2 separate regions of the Sus scrofa genome follow, and region 1 is linked to region 2. The links are chromatin contacts, called in public Hi-C maps. All regions are on one chromosome and are shown on one strand. The core of a region is the stretch at or near the end of the contact, and the rest is flanking DNA. Distances in the headings are between cores, read along the strand shown. Region 1 has its middle 250 kb from the start of NDFIP2. Region 2 overlaps NDFIP2 (NEDD4 family-interacting protein 2).

Evidence for each region. Hi-C and Micro-C count contacts between places; a contact is called where the count stands out from the background.
Region 1: a contact with region 2 is called in a Hi-C map of fetal skeletal muscle, with 2.9 times the contacts expected there. The contact joins two enhancer-like sites. A contact is called at or near these places in 4 of 47 Hi-C or Micro-C datasets (embryonic fibroblasts, fetal skeletal muscle and heart right ventricle).

The regions. Positions count from the first base shown.
Region 1 is chr11:51,743,758-51,749,922 of Sscrofa11.1, reverse strand. No RefSeq gene overlaps it. Among named protein-coding and RNA genes, the nearest start is that of NDFIP2, 250 kb to the right of the region's middle. Within about 2 kb of position 2,527, at least 27 of the 83 cell types and tissues checked have an H3K27ac peak or open chromatin away from gene starts, as enhancers often do. A contact at or near this core is called in fetal skeletal muscle, where this site is marked.
Region 2 is chr11:51,550,200-51,556,258 of Sscrofa11.1, reverse strand. NDFIP2 (NEDD4 family-interacting protein 2) reads right to left here. Exons shown (of 8, transcript XM_001926577.5): 6 at 4,666-4,732; 7 at 1,467-1,572. The coding sequence ends at 1,469. Among named protein-coding and RNA genes, the nearest start is that of NDFIP2, 59 kb to the right of the region's middle. Within about 2 kb of position 3,033, at least 2 of the 83 cell types and tissues checked have an H3K27ac peak or open chromatin away from gene starts, as enhancers often do. A contact at or near this core is called in fetal skeletal muscle, where this site is marked.

The DNA of each region.
Region 1 (6,165 bases), core at 1,278-3,777, 190 kb before region 2:
TAGGATTCAACTAAGAGCCCTATACCTAAACCACTTACTCTTTGAAAAATACTAGAATGATTGTTAAACAGGATGGGAAATCGGAATCATTAGTCCAATAGAATTAAATGCAGCAACGTTATAGAGTTCCCATTGTGGCTCAGCAGGTTAAGGACCTATTATCTCTGTGAGGATGCTGCTTCAATCCTTGGACTTACTCAGTGGATTAAGGATCTGCTGTTGCTGTCATTGTGACAAAGGCCTCTGCTGCAGCTCCGATTTGACCCCTGGCCTGGGGACTTCCATATTCTGCAAGTGCAGCTAGAAAAAGGAAAAAAAAAAAAAATGCAGCAATATTATCAAGGTTTCAGCCAGGGCACTGGCATCAATTTTATAGTATAGATGAATATAGGTATTCATTAAAATAGTATTCGACCTGGCCCTAGAACTATACACATCAGGCATTTTACCATTATGCAGTTAATTTATTAAAACCCATTCTCGCTTCCTTTTGCCTCTGAGCTTAGATCTACAAATTCATTTGTTCAGTATTCAAGATTCAACAAATCTATTGAGTCGTTAGGATATGTCAAAACTATACTAGACTCAAGAGAATAAACTGCAGATAAGACATAACACTCATGGTTTCACAGAGCTTATTTTACATGTGTGTGTCTTAGAGTGGGGAAAGATATGGGAAGGGTTTTATAAAATAAATAAATCAACACACACATATGACAACATAAGCTACAGTAAACTCTGCGGCAACATAGAGCAGTGTAGAGGGGGAGAGTATGAGATGGTAGGGAAAGTGTTGATATTAACACTAATGGGTAACATGCATTGAGTCCTCAGTGTGCGACTGAGGCTCAGTATGTGATAGGCGTTGTTGAAGTGCTTATGTGTGTACAAACCCATATAATCCTCTCAATACCCTATGAACTAAGGACTATTAATTCACCCCTATTTAACAGACTAGTAAGTCTTAGTGAGGCATAAAAAAACTTAAGTTACTTAATCGAGGTCTGCCTTGCTGTTAGGTGGCAGAATGGGAAGCTGCTCCCAAGGCGTCTGTTTCTAGAGCCTGGGCATCTTCCTGCCCATCAGACATGAGCGTGACCCAGCACAACTGTGATGGAAAAACCAAGCCAAATGGAAATGTCTGAATGGCCCTCAGGAGGAAGTTTCTATCTCTACCGTATCGTCAAGAACATAAACTTTCAGGGGTGGTTGGTATATTTTTCTCTTTCTCTGGAACGTGAAAAGTGAAAGGAAAAAAAAAAAATGTGGAGAAGGTAGAACTGGAAAATTCAGTGTATTCAAGAGACATTTTCTGACAAGAAAGGAGTTAATTGGCAACAATTTTAAAATAAGTTTACATGCATTTTATCTAATTAACCATTTTAGAGTAACAACCTGAATCATTCAGCGTAGTTTTATGATGAGTGATAGACAAATGTAAATAAATCTAAATTATTGAAAAGAAAAAAGTATTAGTACAGGTAGTATAATAATTATGAGTCTAATGTACAGAGGATGACAGCAAAAAAATTCAGTATTCTTTGAGTGGCAGTCAACTAACCTCACTTGTAACATTAGCATCTTTTTTCATTTAGTTTCTTTCTTTAACATGAAGTGACTTCATTTTCTTTATGAATGAAAAACTGATTTTGAACCACTGCTTACCTATCCTCAAAAAATACACTTATAAGCTTGAACACAGACACTCAAGATTTGGAGACATCCAACCACTGCCTGAGACACTCTAATTGACATCTGTACTTTGAGCTCCTCTGATAAATACAGTGATAACATTTCGCAGTCAATGTAGGGGCATGGTCCTCTATAGCCTACATTTCAATGAATGGCAAATAAATTTGATTAAAATAGACATTTAAAATTACTGTAATCAATAAGAACATATGTGGAATATCCCACTTCATTTTATGAGCTGTCTTTACACAACTGAAATGACTGTTTTGTTCTTAAATATTCTACATGAAACCATCACAGTTTGATTCCTAAACCAAAGACGCTCAGAATAATCTTACATATTTATGGGACAGTTTTACAGGTTGACTTGTTTCTGAAAAATAATACGGTAGCATGAAAAGCGGACACGGATTCAGGCAGGCACATTTTTATTGTACATACGACTTCTTCCAGTGAGTGTGTATATCAAGTTTAAGGCCTCTGGTGAATGTTCTCATGTGTATAAATAGGAAGGCACATTATTGAAGAGAATAAGGTTTTTCAAACCTAAGGATTCAAGAGCCTTCAAGTCCAAAAATCATTCTGGGTTGTCAACAAGTCTAGAGTCTGATCCATGTCGGTAGCGAACCTTATATCCCATAAAGAGAGTAAATAGACGTGTGAATTCAGACCCACAGGCACGCACCGATACCCCAGCCCGATGTGGAGATAGGCAATCCTTTATGTCTGTTCTGACTTTGGCTTTTGCAGCTGCTGTTTTCTCAGTGTTGTCTCCGGGGCAGTTTCCTGTTGCCATAGCTGATGGCCTGCCCACGCCTGCCTGGGCCTTTCAAGTGTCAACACTCCCAGGCCTGCTGCAGTGGTCAAATGCTTGTTAATGAGATATAGCAGCTGGGTAGGGGAGAACCACTGAGACGGATAAAGGAATGCCTCTGGTGCAGGAAGCGATGCCTTTTGAATCTTTTCAGCGGGGTGAAAGCTTTCAAATCAAAGAGGGTATGTTGTATTCATTAATAAACCCGAGTTCCCATGCAGTCACATTAAAGCCAGCAGTTTAACTTTGCATCAGACAGGTGAATGCCCCACCCCCCACCCCCGGATTTTACCCTGAAAGACAATGAACAAGAAAACAAGGCTTTGGCTTGGAACAAAGCAGCACTTCCTCATCTGTGGGGCTGACCAGACTGTTAGACAAGCAGGGGTTGCTGCATTCTTTTTCAACTTATCCTTTTGTCCGTGTGTGTGTGTGTGTGTGTGTGTGTGTGTGTGTGTGTCACACACACGCGTGCATGTTTCAAAGCTCAGAGCAACCACTCCTGCTCCCTTCTCCGCAGTCCTTCAGCAAGAGCATTTCTTTTCTTTTCTTTTCTTTTTTTTCTCTTTCTTTTAAAACCTGACTTTCAAAAGCAGAATTAACAGCTACGTGTGAGGGAAAAGATACCCAGGCATGGATGTGGGTCGTATCACCTTTATCTCAGGAGGAAACTATCTGCCCACCCCCAGCCTCCAACCCCCATCCCAACCCGTCTATGAGATGGTTTCTCAAGGGGGCCATGGAAGTTGGCAGCATCCTAAGACAGCTTCAACAGCTGGGAGAAGCCAGAAGGGAAAGAAAAAGATACTTGAAAGCATCTAACTGGGAAAGGTCTAAAGATAGTGTTGAAGAAAATATTATTATTCTTTTAAGGGCATTGACTCAAAAATCAGACTCATAAGGAAAGCAAATAGTCCATGCTAAATAGATCAAAGATGGATCCTCTGCTTTAGGGTTGTTTGAGACCGTTCAGAATGAATGACACCAGTTTTGAAATGGGAATGTGTAACTTGAACCAGCAGAGATAGAGAAATATTCTTGCATCTCCCTTTTTTTTCAACAGTCTTATAAATCAGCTAACAATTCACCAGAGCTATCTGAACACCACAATGCAAAGGCTGTACCTATGTATTATCCTGATGGCATTTGTAACTGCAAAGAAGACTAGCTCTCCCAGGAAACAAACAGAGGGGGAGAGATGCATTCTTCAAAGTACTACAGTTTTTTAAATAGCCACAAATTGATTTTAGGCTTCAATTTTTATAAGGAGGTCTTTAGCCCATATGAGAAGAGAAACAGTAATCCCCTTTATTGGATGCAGGTACCAAGCTAGATAGACACTTTTTTTAAAGGTATGTATTAAAATGTAAATAGATAGGTAGATAGATAATACTGTGAGTAATTCTATGAAACCTTTTTTTACTCATTAGGACCTTAAGTTGTGGAGAGTTTATATCAACTACCCAAGGCCATAATTGATAGATAAATTTTAAAAGAACACTCTTTACTGAGCTTGCACTTGTTATTGTGCCAAATTGCCTCCCTGGTTGGGCTGGTTTTGGCTGCATTGCTCTGACCTATCAGGTACTGTCTGATAAAAAGAAAAAAAAAAAAAAAGAAGAAACTGACCAATCCAGAATATCCAGTGCTGTATCTGCATGCATCTGTGAGTGTGTGTTGCGTATACATGTGTATATTTGTGGTAGGGTATGGGGGTACATTATTAATAAATAACCCAGATCCTAAAGAAAAATGCAGTAAAATGATGGAGCCTGTATTTCCATTAGATTTAGCCTAGAGGTGACTGAGGGTTATGTTATATTTATATTTCATAATTTAAAAAGCATCTCAGGGCTGTGTATCCTGAAGGCACTCCAGGACAGGATCAGAATGCCTGGAGAACTGAGGAGGGAAAAGGGTCAGGTCTGGAAAAGGTCCTTGCTTAGAATCAGCAGAGCATATGCTTCTGGAACGCTTGCTGTTCTCAATCTCTCATCTATGTCAGGTTAGGAGAAACTTCCTTATGGGGGAATCTACAGAGATTCTGCACAGAGAAATTCTGCCAAATCTTGATGATTCATATTTACCTAAGAGACTCTGTCCAATGGTGGATTTTCTAAAATCTCATCTCCTCTGCCTTCGCCAAAGTTCTAAGCATCTCCAAGGAGCTGCCGGGCCTTTTCCTTCCAGCAGCACTAACAGTTTGACTCACCTGGAGCCACTGCCTCTGCCCTGGCTCCCAGGAATTTGCCTCCCTTCTAAGAGCATCCAGTCCAACCCCACACCACGGTGAACTGGGTATCCACCAGGAGCCTAGAGCGTTCTCTCCCACCCAAGGGTGGAACACAGAAGCACATGGGTCCAGCCCTGTAAGCAGCTCAAACCTGAACTTTTTTGCCTATATCCCTGTTTTTTTGTTTGTTTGTTTAATTCACTAGATCATTACCCTTGGAAGCGTAAAACCCTAAACAGGCACAAAATTATTACAGTTTCTATGTAAAACAAAACAAAAACCACATTCCCCAGAACACAGCGCCCTTAATGGAAGTTTGGCATTTGATACGCTACTGCATTATGTTCTTTTCAGCCTCCCCCCAAGTTACCCCCACTTTACACCATATCCTCTCCTATCTTTTGCTTTTTTTTTTTTTTTTTTTTTTGGCTAAGATTTTGACTTAAAACTCAAGATATACTAAGTGACAAGTAAGTAGCCCCTTTCTCAAATAAAACCTGCAATAACGTGCCTGAATTACATTAAGGAATGCTGGAGGGGATCCCAAAAACCAGTGTTTGAACAGTCAACCTGACAGAATCCTAGGACACCATTGAAAGGGCTCCTGTTACCTAACTGACGTAGCGCTAATCAGTGTAATCCGCATGACAATACCTTGTCTGACTTCAGGAACCTGCGGGCTGAGGGGGAGAGCCCAGGAAGCCACAGGGAGTGTCCCGGGCCTCTGGCACGTTAATGTGACAGGAGCTGCCTTGCCCTCTGGCTCTGCTTTTGAACAATATGGAACGAGAAGTTTCACAGAGTGAGGTAACTTAGATTTCTGAACGTGAGTAAGCTGCACAGGGAGACAAAACCAAGAGAAAAACCACAGAAAGCAATCAATAGCTAAAATGTCCAAATCCCAGGAAACAGAATAGCAGTGAAAGTAGATTTCTTGGCAGGAAAACCAGATTGGTCTAGAAAGAAGTTTCGGGAAAATGTTTGAACCAGTCTCAACAGAATGAAAACGTTTCTAAATGAGCCCTTTGACTAGTTTTCTCTTGGGCAAAGTGAAGACCCATTGCAGGGCAAGTAGAGGGAGGTTAAATCTTTTAAGGAGTTCTTCAGCTTTCCTGCGGCTATTTAGCCCATTTCTGAGAATCTGTCTCAATTCTCTTTAAAGCATAAGAATGCAAGAATAAAGTCTCAGTGGCACTGGATCTATCACCTCCCCTTTCTGGATTGAATCAGCCAATAGCACAGTATCAGTCTTAGTACCAGCCACTGAGGCCCTTGTCAAATGTCCCTCCCACTCAAGAAAAATACTCCTAATATCTGCTACTGACACTTTTCAAAAAGAACACTTCTATTGCGAGATTCCTGTTTGAAACCGTTTAATCAGAAAGGAAAGTCTGCACATTTACACTCTGCTTTACTTCATTTGAGG
Region 2 (6,059 bases), core at 1,784-4,283:
CAGCCCTAGAAAAGGCAGAAAGACCAAAAAATAAATAAATAAATAAATAATAAATAAACAAAACTCAACAAAACAATTAAAAAAAAAAAAGACATTTTACCAGTTAAAGAGAAAATGTGACATCTTCCAGCAGGAGGAAAGAAACTTTAATGGAACATTTAAAATGATACTTTAATATAATCCAGAAATGCAATTTTATTCATTGTACTCTTTAAGCAGAAATACGTAAATTATGTTAGCTTATGTAAAACTCACACAAGCATAAAATTTAAGCAGCCAAATCACAAAGCATACAATTTATTTATACTGAGCCACAGCAACCTTGAAACCTTCTGCACTTAAACATACATCCAGAAGGTAGGTGTTCCAGTATGCATATTGCTTATGCAGTTCAAACACTTTAAAACTTTGGATCATTTACTTACAGATATGAAGTGTATAATATTTACCTTAAAAGCAATACAGAGAATGGAGCTATGAGATCTCTTCATGTGAACATTTACTAGCTGTGCAATAAATAAATGCCTTTACTATATACACAGCCTCCAGAGACTCACTGGATAACTAGTAAGACAACCTCTGCTCATTTCTTGTACCCACTTATTCAAGTTGTAGCCTTCACTGTTGATAGAAACTGGTACACATTAAGAAAATAATAATGGAACTCCTACTTTCTTCACAGAACTTTTTATTCCTTGATCCACTTTTTTTTTAAGATCAGGGCATGGCAAACTGCTTTTCAATCACAGATTTGGATTTTTTTTTTTTTTTAATCTACCAGGTATCTATGTGAATTTCACATTGTTTTATGCAAAATGCCCATAAAGTATAAGTGTTTTGTCATATTTTTTTTTTTTTTGAGTCTTCAAATGCTGTGCTGGTGGTTACTTCCTATACATCCTGTGGTCTGGTCAAGCTTTAAAAAGAAGTTTGAAAGTCTGATTTGAAGTTGTAGTTTACTCAGAGTATGTATATAGTCTTTTTCTTTCTTCTTTTTTTTTTTTTTTTTTTTTTTTTAGGGCTGCACCTACAACATCTGGAGCTTCCCAGGCTGGGGATGGAAGCAGAGCTGTAGTCGCCGGCCTATGCCACAGCCACAGACATGCCAGATCCAAGCCATGTCTGCAACCTACACCACAGCTCAGGGTAACACCAGATCCTTAACCCACTGAGTGAGGCCAGGGATTGAACCCACGTCCTCATGGATACTAGTCGGGTACGTTAACCACTGAGCCACGACGGGAACTTCTCAGAATATAATTTTAAAAATTAAAATGTCTGAAATTCAATTTTAAAAAATTAAGTTACCTTAAAAGTTTATAACTTCTTAAATTGCAATTGGAACTGTTAACAGTACAAAAATAAATATGCTAAATTTGAGCAGACAACATGGGTACACATTAAGCATTTAACATGCATCTGATGAATGAATACAAGGGGAATAAAGAGTTATTAATATTTCTTACCTCTATAATAAGAAGAAATATCTTGTTCTATGAGCAGCTGCCATACTTTCAGACATGTTTCTGACTTTCAGGTAATTAACAAATCCTCTGAAGAAAAGAAGCAGGCCTGAGAAGGTTGAAATAATAAAGACACATTACATTCTTAGAAAGAGGGCATGATAAATTTAAAAGACAATTATAAAAGAGATCCTCTTGGCCTAAGGAATTTAATCTGTAGAATTTCATTCATTCCATAATATATTTTACACTATAGTGATAACTCTTTTGTAAGGAAATATAATAAAATTTTATTGCCACTCCCAAATTATTTCAATTTGTTAAGCTTAGATTATCAAAAGTGAAGCAAATCCAGCCATGAAAATCCAAAATTACACAAAAATATACTTATTTAATTATTTCTTCAAATAGCAAAGCTACTTAGTGCATTTTAACTGATTCAACCCACAGAAATCCCATTTTTACACTAAACTTTTAAACTAATATAACTACTAAGCAGACTATGACATATTTACTAATAGGAAGTACTTAAAAGAGACCACATGTATGTAATTGCTAACAATTGTGGTATAAAACCAATAATAAGCCTGTTGAGAAGATCAAGTACCTGTCATGTGCGAAATCTGTGTTTAGATTATGTAAATATGTGCATGATATAAATGATTTTAATTTCTAGTTCCTGTTTTCAAGTAACAATAAAAGACTAATTTATAATAAAAATTAGGATAAGAAAAATCAGGAAAGAAGACTTGACAAGCAGCCTCTCTAGTGGTTTCTTAAATGACTTGAGATGGATCTTCTATCTATCTATCTCAGGTTCTCCTCTGCAAAATAGTATTTTTAAATGGCAACCATTTAAATCACAGGTATTAGCTAAGCATAAAAAGCATTACCATTCTTAGTAGAGTTAAGTCTTTAATATGCTTAAGCATACAATTCTAGGGACATATTTATTAACTCCAGTAAATTTTTAACCAGGTAATGGTGGTGGGGGTGGGGGAGCAGCGATGGGAGCAGAAAATATGTATACCACCAGGAGGAAGAATCTGTCAATTTGAAATGCAAAGTCTCAAACAAATTGGTACCCTAGGTCTAAGACAGTAATTGAAGCACTAAAATAAGAAGCATGGTTATAATAAATTAGAGAGGAAAGATAGATGAGACATACAAATAAGGACTTAAACAAGGAGTATGGATTTCAGCTAAATCCTGACCATCTGTTTCTCATATCCCAACTCTTTCCATTTGTGACTCCCATTCTGAATGCTGCCCTCATGCCCTTCCAGATGCTGTTCACAGTTAATGATATTGTGATCCAAACGTACAAGTATTATTGAAAAATGTAAACCCCAATTATTTGTGAAATCCTTTCTTTTGTCAATGAAGCTGCTGTTTTGAAGACATATTTTGTTCTGCTCAGGCATTTTTTAAAATAAGCCAATTTATATCTAGAAACCAGTCACTCTGTAGCTATACTGTTTCTTGGCACTTTATGAAGTGCACAGCATTCTTCTGAGTTTATGAGAAAGCACCATTTTCACCGTGGATTAAATTTTCACACTCTCCTAAGTGCTAGTATGGACGTGGGGCCATCCTCTGCATTGTACTCTATGCTACTCTGTCCCACTGTTATCCTCCTAAGAGTCCTCAATCCCCTAATAATATTTAGAAGCAAATATGTCATTCGATACACTTAAATACCTAATGGACTTTATACATGTTTTCACTTTTAAGTAAGTAACTCAATAACGAGCACAGAATCAATCAGAAAACAATGAACGATATTAAAAACTTGCTAAACTTTTGTACAAGATGGACTCTCAATAAAACCACAACATTAGAATAATTTCACTACAATCATTAGAGAAATCTAGGATCTTTAGTAACCTTAACAACCACCAAAATTTTGCTTCCCAAAAGATCCTAAAGATGCAACGCCAGGACTAAATAAAAACTCAGGGAGAACACTGCCACCTACTGAAATACTATTTTCTGGTAGAACTATGTTACTAGAGAAACATGGGCTCTTAAACCTAAATACAAACAAAATACATTCTTCATGTCAAATACATACGTTTGAAATGTGGATTAAAGGTATAAGGTAATTTTAAGATTAACTTAACAATCATATATCTACAGCGGAAAACAAGGGAACAAAAACTGGAAATCCACAAAATTCATCAATATTAATAAAAGACATTCTTTGTAAGAAGAAAACTCAACAGAAGTACTGTGATCATTAGGCATGAAGTTTTTCCTTATGTCTGGCTGATTAATGATTAATGCAGGGTTCATTTCAAAAAAATGTAAAGAATGTTTCGATGATCCAAAAATAAAAGAATGGATAGAATATGCAACTCTCAACATTTCCTATGGTCATTAAAAGAAAATTATCTATGTATATTTTCCAAAATAAATGCTGAAGTCAATTTTCTTTTTTTTTGCTTTTTAGGGCCACATTTGCAGCATATGGGGGCTCCCAGGCTAATCAGAGCTACAGCTGCCGGCCCACACCACAGCAACAGCAATGCCAGATCTTTCACCCACTGAGCAAGGCCAGGGATCGAATCCGCAACACCTCATGGTTCCTAGTTGGATTCAGTTCTGCTGCACCATGACAGGGAACTCCTGAAGTCAACTTTTTTTTTTTTTTTTTTTTTTTTTTTGTCTTTTTGCTATTTCTTTGGGCCGCTCCGGCGGCAAATGGAGGTTCCCAGGCTAGGGGTCGAATCGGGAACCGGCCTACGCCAGAGCCACAGCAACGCAGGATCCGAGCCGCGTCTGCAACCTACACCACAGCTCACGGCAACGCCGGATCATTAACCCACTGAGCAAGGGTAGGGACCGAACCCGCAACCTCATGGTTCCTAGTCGGATTCGTTAACCACTGAGCCACCACGGGAACTCCCCTCAGCTATTTTTTAAATTGTCTTAGGATTTTCAAGTTTTGTAGTATTATCATTCAACCACTGAGTCTTTTAAATTGATAGGCTCTGAATTTTAAGTTGGAAACCCGGAGTGTTATATAAAATCATCTGAATAGCTGAGATGATATGAGTGTTTGGACATGAGCATTTTGTAGTAGAAAAACTATTTCTCACAAATAACAACACAGTGTATTTACATTTCATAATTTTAGGAAATATCAAAACTGAACTAGATGCAAATTATTCATACTGAAATACATTAAGAATAAACTTACCAAGTACAAGAAATATCCACCAAAGCCAATATTGTCCATTGAAATATCCAGTAAAATAATCAGAAAACTATGGAGTGAACATAAATATATTAAATGTATTTATGTACCTAAATTTGAAAATCATAGAATTAGCCTCAGTTTCAGAAGGATTTATCTCAATCTTTAGCACTTAAAATGGCACAGAGAAAAAACAGAAAAGAAAAATACTTAATGACATACATATATAACTACTTGAGAAAAAACACAATAGCATCAAACATAAAATATCTTGGAAACAAAAATCAGTTTCAAATGACTTGTTAAGGAAGAAAGATAAGTGCTATGTATCTAAATCCAACATTTTCTCATTAAAGAGTTCACATGTCAGTTCTTTTTTCATAATCTCTCAAAGCCACAACCACCATCCCAAACACACTACAGCAACCCGCTGCTTTAGATATTAACACCAAAAGCCACATTAGTTTAATCTTATCAGATGGGGATGTTCTGCTGACCTCTAAAAAGAAGAGCTTTTGACCTTCTGTACACCCCCTACTGTTAATCACTGCCAAGAATACCAAGCACATAAAGACCCTCAACTCATTAGAGTCTTTTTATTTTCAAACTAGATGCTCCAGCATTCAGTTCCCAACAGTGAGCTGAGAACAGCTAAATGAACCTTGAAGTGGCATTTCAACAGTTCCTATTAGCGGCAGTGGTAGACAGTTTATAGTCTCAGTGAAATGAGACTATAAACAGGCAGATGGAAGGCAGGGTTTGGTGATACTGGACATAGGTATCTTTTCCTTGATTAGACTCTGGACATGATGATTTTTGTTTTCAAGTTTTCTTTTTAAATCAGTCTAATCTTCTTGTTTGTTCCATCTACTTTGTTTCCACTGGTCTCTAAAGTGAATCTGATTTAAATAAGAATGAGTTTGTTAAATTGCAGATTTGTCCTCAGATGTTATCTATCTCCAACTTCAAAGGTAATTATTTGCAACTATTCATTGGTAATTGCCATAAAAACTTTAAAATCTTATAGGTTTGATAATAACAAAAATGCTTACAAATCATAAGTAATGTCACTAGTAAGGAAGCATATCCACTAAAGGTTATCTAAATCTGTTTTTTAAAGCCCTTAAAATATTTTCACAGGAAGTATTTGCAATACATGAACCATGATTTAAGTTCTCAGAGTTTCAGAAATTTCAAAGTGCCATTATAGATGCAAATCTCACATATTCCTACACTTTTAAAATATGTACAATGAAGGGAGAATTGGAAAAGTGAGAAAATATAGCTTGTAAAGTAGGAAAGCACTACAATCCTTTTTAATCGAATGATTAACAATTAGAAATAAAAGGTTTTCTTACAGGTTTTGGAGACTTTAAGAACAAAAGGAATAAAAAAAC